Linked DNA regions of Hordeum vulgare: region 2 is linked to region 1. The links are chromatin contacts, called in public Hi-C maps. All regions are on one chromosome and are shown on one strand. Each heading gives the region's core, a stretch centred on a gene start, on an enhancer-like site or on the middle of the called end of the contact. The rest is flanking DNA. Distances are from core to core; before and after follow the strand shown.

The links. A called contact is a pair of places that touch in the nucleus more often than the background predicts.
Region 2: a contact with region 1 is called in a Hi-C map of seedling, with 2.5 times the contacts expected there. The contact joins the promoter of LOC123440344 here to the promoter of LOC123444592 in region 1. A contact is called at or near these places in 2 of 6 Hi-C or Micro-C datasets (leaf and seedling) and 1 of 1 datasets of contacts at active chromatin or transcription factors (embryo).

The regions. Positions count from the first base shown.
Region 1 is chr3H:512,927,962-512,934,069 of MorexV3_pseudomolecules_assembly, reverse strand. LOC123444592 reads left to right here and starts at 2,158. Exons shown (of 2, transcript XM_045121372.1): 1 at 2,158-2,794; 2 at 2,894-5,144. The coding sequence starts at 2,412. The coding sequence ends at 3,098. LOC123444593 (a long non-coding RNA gene) reads right to left here and starts at 1,055. Exons shown (of 4, transcript XR_006631009.1): 1 at 424-1,055; 2 at 1-302. LOC123444591 (pentatricopeptide repeat-containing protein At1g55890, mitochondrial-like) reads right to left here. Exons shown (of 1, transcript XM_045121371.1): 1 at 5,040-6,108. The coding sequence ends at 5,287.
Region 2 is chr3H:513,073,803-513,079,910 of MorexV3_pseudomolecules_assembly, reverse strand. LOC123440344 reads left to right here and starts at 3,087. Exons shown (of 1, transcript XM_045116916.1): 1 at 3,087-3,950. The coding sequence starts at 3,087. The coding sequence ends at 3,800. It overlaps LOC123444594 (pentatricopeptide repeat-containing protein At3g13160, mitochondrial-like), which reads right to left and starts at 2,891. Exons shown (of 1, transcript XM_045121373.1): 1 at 1,094-2,891. The coding sequence starts at 2,867. The coding sequence ends at 1,431.

The DNA of each region.
Region 1 (6,108 bases), core at 909-3,408:
CATCAGACGTGTTTATTGTTGCTTCATAGGTGCTGCTTCACAGGTGTGCCATCGACCATCTCTCCAGGCTGCTGCACCCTGCAAGCTGACCAATAGCACAACAATAAAAGAGGGCTTTGACAACCTGCACTGAGCGTGTGAGCCTCCACCTTAAGCCGTGTATAGAGGGATTTTTTTTCTGGAACAAATGTACAGAGAATAACAAAAAGATGAAAGCATGCGAGCAAAGTTATTTGTGCTTGTTGCTGCATCCCTGGAAACAAATACATTATCATCGCTGATAAATGGCAACCATATCCACACTGCAGAATCAAAATTGAATCAAGTCAATAAGGTGGGGGGGGGGGGGGGGGCAAAAAAAAGATTCAGATGTGAATGCTTTCATGGAAATAGAAGCCACATTTTTAGGTTGAAGAATCTCACCTTGAGGTTTGGCCCTCTGCTCAGCATCTGCATGGACATATGAGATCAAGCATTACTCGGGGCACTGAAGGAAAGGAGGTCCTCGGGAGGCGTTGAGAGCTCCTGGGGGCGGCGCCTCGAGGGACCGGAGCACCTCCCTCTCCTCTTTCCGGAGCACCTCCCTCTCCTCTTTCCTCTCTTTCTCCCTCCTCTCCTTCCTTCTCTCTCTCCCTCTCATCTTCTTCGCCGACGCTTGGGCATGTAGGCACCATTTGGGGAGAGAAGCACCCGGGGAGGTCGATGACGAGCAAGGCACCCGGGGAGACAAGGGATCTGGAGTCCTCCACCGCTAGCACCGCATGGCTGGCGAGTCCCAACTCCATCCTCGCGCCTCCCACTCTTCCCTCCCTCTACTCCCTCTCCTCACGGCCCGCTCGACGACGACCCCGCGCGATGGCATCTCCGCCTCGACCAACCGCGCCACAGCCTGACGTCGTGCGACGGCCGGCCACGAACTCCGACATGTCGGTGGGGATGACGAGGGGGGTGGGAGAGACATCCGCGACGGCGGCGGGCGGCGGCGGCGGCGGCGGCTAGGGTTTTCACGGGAGGGGGCGGCGAAGAGAAGAGTGGGCAGCAGGGGGAGGAGAGTGCGGGAGCGGGCGATGGGTTCCTCCACGGGAGCGGCTGACTTTTATACTCCTATACGTGAAATTACTAAGGTGCCCCGGCGGGGTAAGGAATTCACAGGCGGTGGCATGAGAGCACGACAACACTATTCATAACGTTATTGCGGCGACGTGGATGGCTTCGTCCTGACTAGGAGTCTAGCGACATTTACAAGAGAAATTATGTGAGATGGTAAGAGATGTCGGTGGCCTCAAGGGTTAAGGAACATGTCATTGAAAAAGTTAGTGGCATCATTCCTCTATGTATTATCCCACCATTTCAACCTCGAACGAGTGGACAAATAAGTTATTTGTACTTGTTCATATTCTCCTATTAGGTTTCTTCTTTTTTTAAATAAGCTACAATTGCATCTCATTTACATTTGTTCCCTTTCATATATTTATTCCAGCTCATTTGTATTCTTTCTTTTTTGTGCAAATATGGATCATGTGGATAGCTCAAGCACATCCCGTGGAAGAGGCTAGAACAAAGGAAAGTGGAATTTAGATAATGACAATGAGCTTGTTAAAGCCTTGTATTACTCATATTTCCCTAACTCAAAAATCATCTAGCCACGGTATGACAAATTTTGGTATATCACAAGGCCGAACTGATGTGTGGCTTGGATCTGGTCCAAAGCCTGTTCTAGACATTGTTAAGCGTGACTCTAGTGTTATGATTGAGTAATGCAAGAATTATTCCATAAAAAATAGCCTTGTGTGAGTTTTATTTGAATCCTAGGTGAAAAGCAGATGGTACTTCCAAGAATTGATACTTGACGGTATTGAGGAAACATCTTGACGTTGACCCTTGAGGGTCATTCCCTTCCTAAAGGTATTACTCAGGTATGCTCTGGCTTGTTCTTCAAGAATAAAAAACTAAAATCTAGCCTTTGGTGGTTGGATCTGATTAGATTCGATGACGGTTGCGCTTGAGCGCCATTCCCTTCATGAAAGGGTTGATGTTGAAGAACCTTTTTCAGTGTCCTTATGGCGACCAAATATGATTGATGCAGATATGGTCGTTATTGTAATTTGTATTGCTTCAATTTTTCTTTTCTTTTTCCTTACTTAGGCATAACTTTGGCCTTTCATGACTTTGTTATTTGATAGTGTGTTTATATATGTGTGTTTCGTGTTGGCTATATGCACCCTAGCTATGCAGGGTAAAATTTGCTACAGGACACCGTTATTTTACGACGTTTGCCAAAACACACTGCTCAATTGTGGCTTTGCCAGGTACCATTATAATTTCGTGCCACGTTTGCCAGAACACACCGTACGTCCAAAACGGAAGGGTTGACTTTTCTCATATGAAATTACAATCTTACCCTTGGAGATATGTACGCAGGCTTCTTTCTTCCAAGTGTTCATCTCCCACGAAGGCAGGAACTACTAAGACGAACGGGCCGATTTCGCAAGGAGGAACCCAAGCGGGCGGCGTCGCCCGACCTCGCAGGCCGCCCTGCCGCTGCCCCATCAACGCCTGATCTCGCCGTCCCCGTCCCCCTCAACGCCATCTCTCTCCATCCCCGTCCTCCGTCCTGCATCACCCTCCCGTTCCTGTCCCCTGCGTCGCCGGCCAGGCACCAATGGCGAACGGCGTGTACAGGAGCCGTGCCGCTCCGCGAGGAGACCAGGACGCACCGGCCGTCCGCACCGGCGCCCTCACTTGCGACGAAACCGGCAGTGATGGACGGCAACTTGACCTGGGTGCCTGACAGGTAATTCATCCCTAATTCCCTTCTTAATTGCTCTCAATTGGATTGAATGTGAATTGATAGTAGTATAGTCTCTAATTCATGTCCTATTAATTTTCATAGGATGGACAGTAGTTCAGCTACTAGAATTAATGTCCGGGTGTGTGCGTATGCTGAATTTGGCGATAATGGGACACAAGTTTGGCATCCAATTAGGGACGAATTGAAAGTTCTAGACAAAGATTGTGTCAATTTCAAAGATTTCAGTGAAGAACTTTCCGTTTTGGGACATCCAGTGTGTTCTGACAAACGTGCCACAAAATTATAATGGTACCTGGCAAAGCCACAATTAAGCGGTGTGTTTTGGCAAACACCGGAAAATAACGGTGTCCTGTAGCAAATTTTCCCCAACAACAGTGGAGACATTCAGTCCAGACGCTATAATTGACAACCAATGAACATAGGTACTCTTTTTTTAGGAGAATAAAAGTACTCTGTAAGCAAGAAAAGCGACCAAATCTGTGTACATTTGAAATGTCATGGGAGTAATAATATGCAAAAGAAGCATATTCTCATGCAGTCATGTGGTTCTTACATCGAACTCGAATAGCTAGTAAGCTAAAAGGATAGACGACCCAAGTGTTCCTGCAGGCAGATATAGCAAAGACAGCAGAACATCATCATCATCATCATCATCATCATCATCACCCCACAACCAACAGGGAAAAATGGGCTCTTGTGAGTTGGAGATTGTAACAGATTATGTTCTGGCATTGTTTAGTATTTTTTGGGACTTACAACACCTTCCTGATTGTTTTGAACCATCGGGACTTGCAGCACCTTCCTGATTGTGGTCAGTTTCACCAATAAAATTGGGAGCGCCAAATTCCCAAAATACACCAGGTAAAAAGATGCAATTTTATATGACAGCAATCTGAAATGACTAACTACCAAAGATAAGAAACTATAAGAACAAAAGCTTTGCGCATTGTACATCAGGAAACTTACCTATAAATGGCCTTGAGTACAAAATGTTTCTCATAGCTTCAGTAAGAAGCAAGCTTTGTACATCAACATTAGGAAACTGACGTGCCGAAGGCCTGAATAATAACCTTCTGAACAGCACACAGAAAGTAACAATCTCCTGCCAGATATGCTAAGTTTGACATGAACAAATGGAAAGCACAGCACTGAGCACTCGTCGGGTGATAAGGTGCAGCATCAACCTGTCAACCCACCAAGGCTCGAACCTGGGGTGGCTCACTACCTCTAATTAAAAGAAATGCACAAAGAGTAAGATTGCCGGCGTTGTACAGGTAATACTTACTTCATACATGATTCTAGTCCTAACATTTGACAACACTATCGGTATTTTGATATAACCACAAAACTATTGTTTATTTGATTATTTGACAACACTATCGGTATTTTGATATAACCACAAAACTATTGTTTATTTGATTACATGCTTAATTTTTTTCATAGTTTGAACTCTCGGAAGAAATATCAGGATAGTCTCAAAGCCTAGAGGTTTCGTACTGAAGTCAATTTCATGACAAAAAACACAGCCTTTATTCAAACGAGTAAATATGGTAAATGCTAAAGTGCATTCTGTGTATATTCTTGATTAAAGGAGGTCAGCTCCTACCATCTTCTTAGAAAGCAAGAATCTGACGAGAAACCAGTAGTTCACCTACTATCGTAATTCATACAATTCTTCCTTGTTTGCTTTACAACTCTACTAGCTCGTTATATGATCAATACGAAGATCAGTTCAAAAATGGTGAAAAACAAAGCTCACTACAGCAAATGAAAATAGTACTCAACAATACAACGAATCCATTCTGGAATGGAGCTACAACTATTGACTTCTTGTTTGGTAAACTAGTAACCTGAGACCTGACAAACTACTATCAAAGCTAATCATTGATCCAATACCTTTTAGCTTCATGTATGTCATAACATTTGCATTGTCCATGCTTCAAAGAGAAATACTATAATAAACAATAAGAATCAACAAAGTGGGAGGTATGTGTTTATCTTCATCACAGAGCTAACAGTTGAATCATCAATGGCTAGAAAATAAAAGTATCCATAAAGTACACGAGGATGTTTCCAAACACAAATACTCCTCCGTCCCAAATTTGTTGACTCAGATTTGTCTACACACATATGTATCTAGACAGGTTTACATCCGTATCTAGACAAATATAAGGCAACTAATTTGGGACGGAGGTAATATTAGATTCATACAAGGAATTGGATGCAATGAGAAAAGTCAGCACAAGCAAGGCATTGCCATAAGAATGAAGACTTCCTGTGGATCTCTTCTAAAATGGATAAATAGATTTTCAATAAGCATTACAGCACAGGGCAAGCTTAACCAATACCTTATTAAACTAGTTAAACCACTACTTTAACTTGCACTTCTTGTTCCATCATGCCAACAGAGAAACTGAGTAAAACAGGTCATGGTGAAATTTGGCATGCATCAGTCAAAGCCTGACCTATGAATTTTACTTTTCAGCCTCGTGTTCCGTTTCACACTCCTTTTCTTCTGATATTGCTTCTTCCTCGTCAGTTTCAGCTCTTAATTCACTGCCTTTTGTACTATCTGGCATCCTCAAACCCTTTCGGGAGTAGTACTTCTTCCGCCCGAGCTCAACAAGCTTGGCAGCCTCCTCCACCCTCGATGCATCTACCAAAGCATTCACTACATCCTGCAGCACGTCACACTCCACTCTACAGCTCCTTTTGCCACTAAACATTTCATAACAGTACCTCAGTGCACAATCCAGATCACCAGCCTGCAAAAGGTGTGGCACGAGAGTCTCATATGTTCCCTTATTTGCGGCACACTGATTTTTTACCAAATCATCATACAGCTTCTTGGCCTCCTGTAACCTCCCTTCTTTCAAATATCCTCGAACCATCTCATTGTAGGATACTGTATCGGGTTTTGGCCCGTCCTTCTCCAATCTCTCAAGCACAGCAGCTGCATCATCAATCCTCCCTTGTGCAACCAAACCCCGCAGCTTGGCATTGTAGCACTTTGCATCTGGCTCCAAATTCCTCTCCTTCATCATCTCCCATACTGTCTCTGCTTCATCCGTGTGGCCATTGTTGCAAAACCCATTCAGCAGTGTGTTGAAAGTAATAATGTCAGGTGTAACACCTTGCTTCTCCATGAGAAGGACAGTGTCAAGAGCAGCTGAGATGTCAGACTTCTGGCACAATGCACGGATGAGTATGTTGTAAGAGGATACGCTGGGAACAATCGAGGGGTGGGTGGCTGGGATCTCCTGGAATGCAGCAGTGAGCCTGTCAAAATCTCCGGC
Region 2 (6,108 bases), core at 1,838-4,337, 140 kb before region 1:
CTGGGGTGGCTCACTACCTCTAATTAGATGAAATGCACAAAGAGTAACATTGGCGGAGTTGTACAGGTAATACTTACTCCCTCTATATTCCTTTACAGAGGGAGTACTTCATACATGAGTCTAGTCCTAACATTTGACAACACTGGTGTATTTTGATATAACCACAAAACAATTATTTAGTTGACTAGTACATACTTAATTTCATAGTTTGAACTCTCGGAAGAATTTTGATGGTAGTCTCAAAGCCTAGCGGTATCATACTGAAGCCAATTTCCTAACAATTAAAGGAGGTCGGCTCCTACCATCTTCTTAGGAAGCAAGAATCTGAACTGTGACAAATCACTAGTTCACCTACTATCCTAATTCATACATTTCTTCCTTGTTTGGTTTACAACTCTACTACCTCATAATAGCACTTCTGGTCCGCTCCTACCATCTTCTTAGGAAGCAAGAATCTGAATTGTGAGAAATCATTAGTTCACCTACTATCCCTTTTTTTTTTTTGACAGAAAGACTGTAAGGGAGGCCCCTAAAGTACAATTGGTGCAACAAACCCAAATTGCAAGTAACATGCCTTGAACCTGGGTGGGTGGAAAGTCATCAACCCCTTTCCACCACTAGGCAATGCCTTAGTCTGCTTCACCTACTATCCTAATTCATACAGTTCTTCCTTGTTTGGTTTACAACTCTACTAACTCATTATATGATCAAATATGAACATCGGTCAAAAAAAGGAAAAGACTCCTTCCGATTCATAATAGTTGTGCTCGAATGGATGTATCTAGCACTGAAATACGTCTAGATACATCCATTTCAGCGACAACTAATATGGATCCGAGGGGAGTACATGACGATGCAACGAATCCATTCTGGAATGGAGCTACAACTATTCACCTCTAGTTTGGCAAACTAGTAACCTGACAAACTACTATCGAAGCTGATCATTGATCAAAGGCCTTTTAACTTCATGTATGTCATAACATTTGCATTGTCCATGCTTCAAAGAGAAATAATAAAATAAACAATAAGAATCGAAAAAAGTGGGAGGTATGTGTTTATCTTCATCGCAGAGCTAACAGTTGAATCATCAATGTCCAGAAAGTACAAGTACCCATAAAGTAAACAACTTTTGGAGGATGTTTCCAAACACAAATATTAGATCCATACAGATAAATTGATGCAACGAGGAAAATCAGCACAAGCAAGTCATTGCAGATAAGAATAAAGACTTCTGTGGATCTCTTCTAAAACGAATAGAAAGATTTTCAATAAGTATCACAGCACAGGGCAAGCTTAACTAATACCTTATTAAACTAGTTTAACCACTACTTTAACTTGCACTTTTTGTTCTATCATGCTAACAGAGGAACTGAGTAAAACAGGCCATGGTGAAATTTGGCATGCATCAGTAAAAGCCTGACCTACGAATTTTATTTTTCAGTCTCATGCTCCACTTCACACTCCTCTTCTTCTGATATTGCTTCTTCCTCATCAGTTTCAGCTCTTAATTCACTGTCTTTTGTCCTATCAGGCATCCTCAAACCCTTTCGGGGGTAGTACTTCTTCCGCCCGAGCACAACAATCTTGGCAGCCTCCTCCACCCTTGATACATCTACCAAAGCATTCACTACATCCTGCAGCACACCACACTCCACTCTAAGGTTCCTTTTATCACTAAAGATTTTATAACAGTACGTCAATGCACAATCCAGCTCTCCAGCCTGCAGAAGCTGTGGCAGGAGAGTCTCATATGTTCCCTTATTTGGGGTGCACTCATTTTTTACCAAATCATCATACAGCTTCTTGGCCTCCTGTAACCTCCCGGCTTTGCAATATCCTCGAATCAACTCATTGTAGGATACTGTATCAGGTTTTGGTCCGTCCTTCTCCAACCTCTCAAGCACAGCAGCTGCATCATCAATCCTCCCTTCTGCAACCAAACCCCGCAGCTTGGCATTGTAGCACTTGGCGTCTGGCTCTAAATTCCTCTCCTTGATCATCTCCCATACTGTCTCTGCTTCATGCACGCGGCCATTGTTGCAAAACCCATTCAATAGCGTGTTGAAGGTAATAATGTCAGGTGGAATACCGTGCTTCTCCATGAGATGGACAGCGTCGAGAGCAGCTGAGATGTCGGGCTTCTGGCACAATGCGTGGATGAGTACGTTGTAAGAGTATACGGTGGGAACAATCGAGGGGTGGGTGGCTGGGATCTCCTGGAATGCAGCAGTGAGCCCGTCAAAATCTCCGGCATCGGCGTACGCGGAAAGAACGGAGTTGAAGGTCATGGTGGATTTATGCTGCGCTGGAAGCTTATGGAAGGTTGCGGCCGCGTGGGATGGCATGGAGGCACGGCCGTAGAGGCGGATGAGGCGCGCGGCGAATCCCTCGGCTGAGGTCTCGAGGAAGGGCATCTGCGCTTCGATGATGGCCTCGATGCCGTCTTGGCGGCCGAGGGAATTGAGCCGGCTCACCGCCACCTCGAACACGCGGTGCCGGTCGCGGAAGCGCGACGACACGGTTGACGCTTGGACGAAGTCAGAGACCAGCTTATCAGGGTCGCGCTGCCGGATGAGGGCCTTGAGGATGATGCCAAGGGGCTTCGGGAGCTTGTGCTTGGCGTTGGACTCAGCTTTGGCGGCGGGCTGTGCGCCGACGGGCTTCGGGGGCTTCTCGTCCGCGATGGAGCCGGCATCGGCGGCGGGCGGTTTCGGCGTCGGCGTCGGCGTCGGCGCGCGTTTGGTCTTGGGACTGCGCTTGGGTGGGCTTATGACTGGCGAGGAGGAGGAGAAGATACGGGAGAGGCTGTTCGCCCGGGTGGAGGCGGCGGTAGCGGCGGCGGCGGCAGCGGCGGCGGGGGTGGTCATGTGAAGGCGGCGTACGGTGGGGGTTTGGGGCGAGAGGAGTGGGGAATAGGCAAAGGAGGGTTTTGCCGGCTCATCGATACACCTGCTTTCTTAACTAGGCCGTAAAAATGTTAGCCCAGCCCAGCCCAGCCCAACACGACGAAGAAAGCCTCGGACGCACATACCGGTCCATTACCCGGAGCCCGGAGGTGGCGCTGGCTCCACCGACCCGCGCCGGCAATGGACAGGCACGTCCGGCGGCTGCTGAACCGCGTGGCGATCGCCCTGGCGGCCGTGGCCACCGCCGCCCTGCTGCACCTGTTCCGCTCCCCGTCCGCCTCCTGCTTCGGCGGCTCGCTCGCCCATTCCTCCCTCTCGCTGTCGACGGCGCCCTTGCCCCGCACCTCCTGCGACGCCGCGTCCCGCCGCGTGGTGGACCCCGACACCCGCCTGGCCAAGCTCCGGTCCTCCCCGCGCTGGAAGCGGCACAACGCGGCCCTCTCCGCGTCCGTCATCGATCCGCTCCGCCGGCTGCGCCTCCTCGGTAGGTCCTCCCGAGTTCTCTGCCTCGCCGCCGGAGCGGGGCAAGCGGTCGACGCGCTCCGCGTGGCCGGCGTGGGGGACGTCACCGGCGTTGATCTCGTTGACTTCCCTCCCCTCGTCCGCCGTGCGGACCCGCACAACCTCCCGTTCTTCGACGACGCCTTCGACCTCGTCCTCTCCAGCGACCCGGCGGCCTTCACCGGCGCGCTCTTCCCGTCCAGGTTCGCGTCTGAGATCGAGCGCACCGTCCGCCGTGGCGGCGCGATCGCGGTTGCTGTCGACCGGCGCGTCGACCTGAACGTCGTCGCCTCCATCTTCAGAAAGTCACGCCTCGTCGATGTGAGGAATGCTACCTTTGATGTCTCCGCGACCAGCATAGTAATCCTCAGCGCCAACTCGGAGCGCCATTGATTCCATTTGTTTCTTTTGGACAATATTTAGGTTCGATATCAAAGAGAAGATTACTTTGGCTAATAAGAAGAAAATTGGTTATTTGCCATTTTCAATACATGATTTCGCAAAATTGCCACTTTCAACGTTGGCTTTGCAAAATTGTCACTCTGATCGTTGGCTCCTTGATTACCATACCACTTCCCTCCTTTTAGTGATTTTTTTTTATTTTTTTACATTTATAAACACAGGAAAATACCAAACTATCCCTGATTATATGTTCACGTATGAGATCTCCGAATTGATACAACGCGCATCTGCTACCCAGAATACGTGTATGCTGGCGCCACCAATCGCCTATATGCAGCGGCCGCCGATCTCTTCAACATCGTGCGCCGCCGATCTCGTCAACGTCGTGACGCTGATCTCGTCGACGCTCTCGTCAATGTTGTCTGCCGTTGATCTCGTCGACGCTCTCGTCAACGTCGTCTGCCGCTGATCTCGTCGATGCTCTCGTCAACGTCGTCTGCCATCGATCTCGTCGACGCCTTATTCATGGATTCTGAACGGTATAATGCTGCTATTCTTTCACTTTCTACAGTTTTCAGAGATGAAAAGGACTGTCAATGTGTCCCAGGATCGGTTTAAGTTTCTGCAGTTTTCAGAGATGAAAAGGACGGTATAAATACAAACAATTTACATCTGCATACAAACAGTTTACATATGTAGTATACTGCTTACATCTATCAATATGAAGAAAAAGATGTAAACTGTTCTCATACTGTTTATTGTCCCAGGGCTGCCAATTTACATCTGTAGTGTACTGTTTGTATTTGATAATTTCTAATCACATCTATAATGTACCGCTAACCCAAACTTGTGTTCATGATTTCTGAATTGTTTCAAGTAGGCATGAAGCAGAGGTCGTGTTGGGGAGTAGTATTGATGATCCGTTATAGTTTGAGGCAACACCTTTTTCAGAAGTTGATTGGGATAACTTGCAGATAGTGGAGACACATGATGACGAAGATAGAATTGAACTACTGAGTGATGATCAGTTATGTGATATTTTGGGCTTGCAGGATGAGGAAGAGAAAAAATATAAGAGTGAACCAAAGGGTCGTAGAATGGTTGAGCAAAGTACTGATAATGATGGTGCTGCCATTCCTGTTAGTGATGTCATACCAAATGAGGTAGTGATTACGTATGATAAAGACCACCCAAAAATGGACCTTGGAACAATGTATCCATCAATGAAGGAATTCAGGTTAGCAGTGAGGCAATTTGCCATCAATGAGGAGTTTGATCTAGGCACGAAGAAGTCGGATAAGAAGAGATTTAGAGGGTTTTGCAAGTCAAGTGAGGATTGTCCTTGGAGGATTGTTGGCAGCCTACAGGATGATAAAAGTACTGTAAAGATGATATATGGCTAACTATATAACATCCATTCATCATTTAATTTTTGTATCTCTGTTTATGTGTATTTACTATATAACTTTCCTCCATTTTTAAATTCTGTATGTGCAGGTCACAGTTTTAGTTGATCAACATGATTGTGTTTCAAGCAGCAGGGTGAAGACCATAACGCCATCGCAAGACTGGGTAGCTAGCAAGGCTGTGAGTATCCTTAGGAGTTCACCTAATATGGACGCTAAAAAATTACAAAAAAAGTTGCAGATGCACCTATTATCTAAATACACATTTTAAAAAGTAAAAAAATAAAAATAAAAAAAATCTTGTGTGTTCACCCGAACATTGTATGTTCGTATATAAAGTTTCGGTGTAAAAGGACATTTTATGTGGTTTGGGTAAAAAAAGCAATTTTTGATGCTTGTTTATGACTATTCACGGGATATTTTTATTATTATTTATACATGCCATAAAATATGTTATTTCTTCCTGAAATCTCGTTACATGTAAATTCCATCCATTCTCCATGATTTGTTTAATCACAGCTCCTAGCAGTCCACATTCTACCCGTGTTACAAACACATGAATGGTTTCTAATTATTTCAGATAACACTATGTTAACTGAAGTGCTCACTAGAAGACAATAAATAGTTCACCTCTAGCACACGTCACTTTTTCTTGCCATTAGTTAGATTAATTATAGAATCAAACTTGCACACACAATCATAAGATGAATGTAAGTTAAAATTCTTATAAACAGGATATATATTAAGTGAGCTTAATAAGAGTCAGTTCTTACCAACTAACTTGCTTCCACCATGCGACACTCTACTCTCGATCCTGCTAAGTACATCCCATTGGAACAATTGGAAGAAAGGAAAAAAAATATAACCAAAATCATATGAGGATAGGTTAAAGT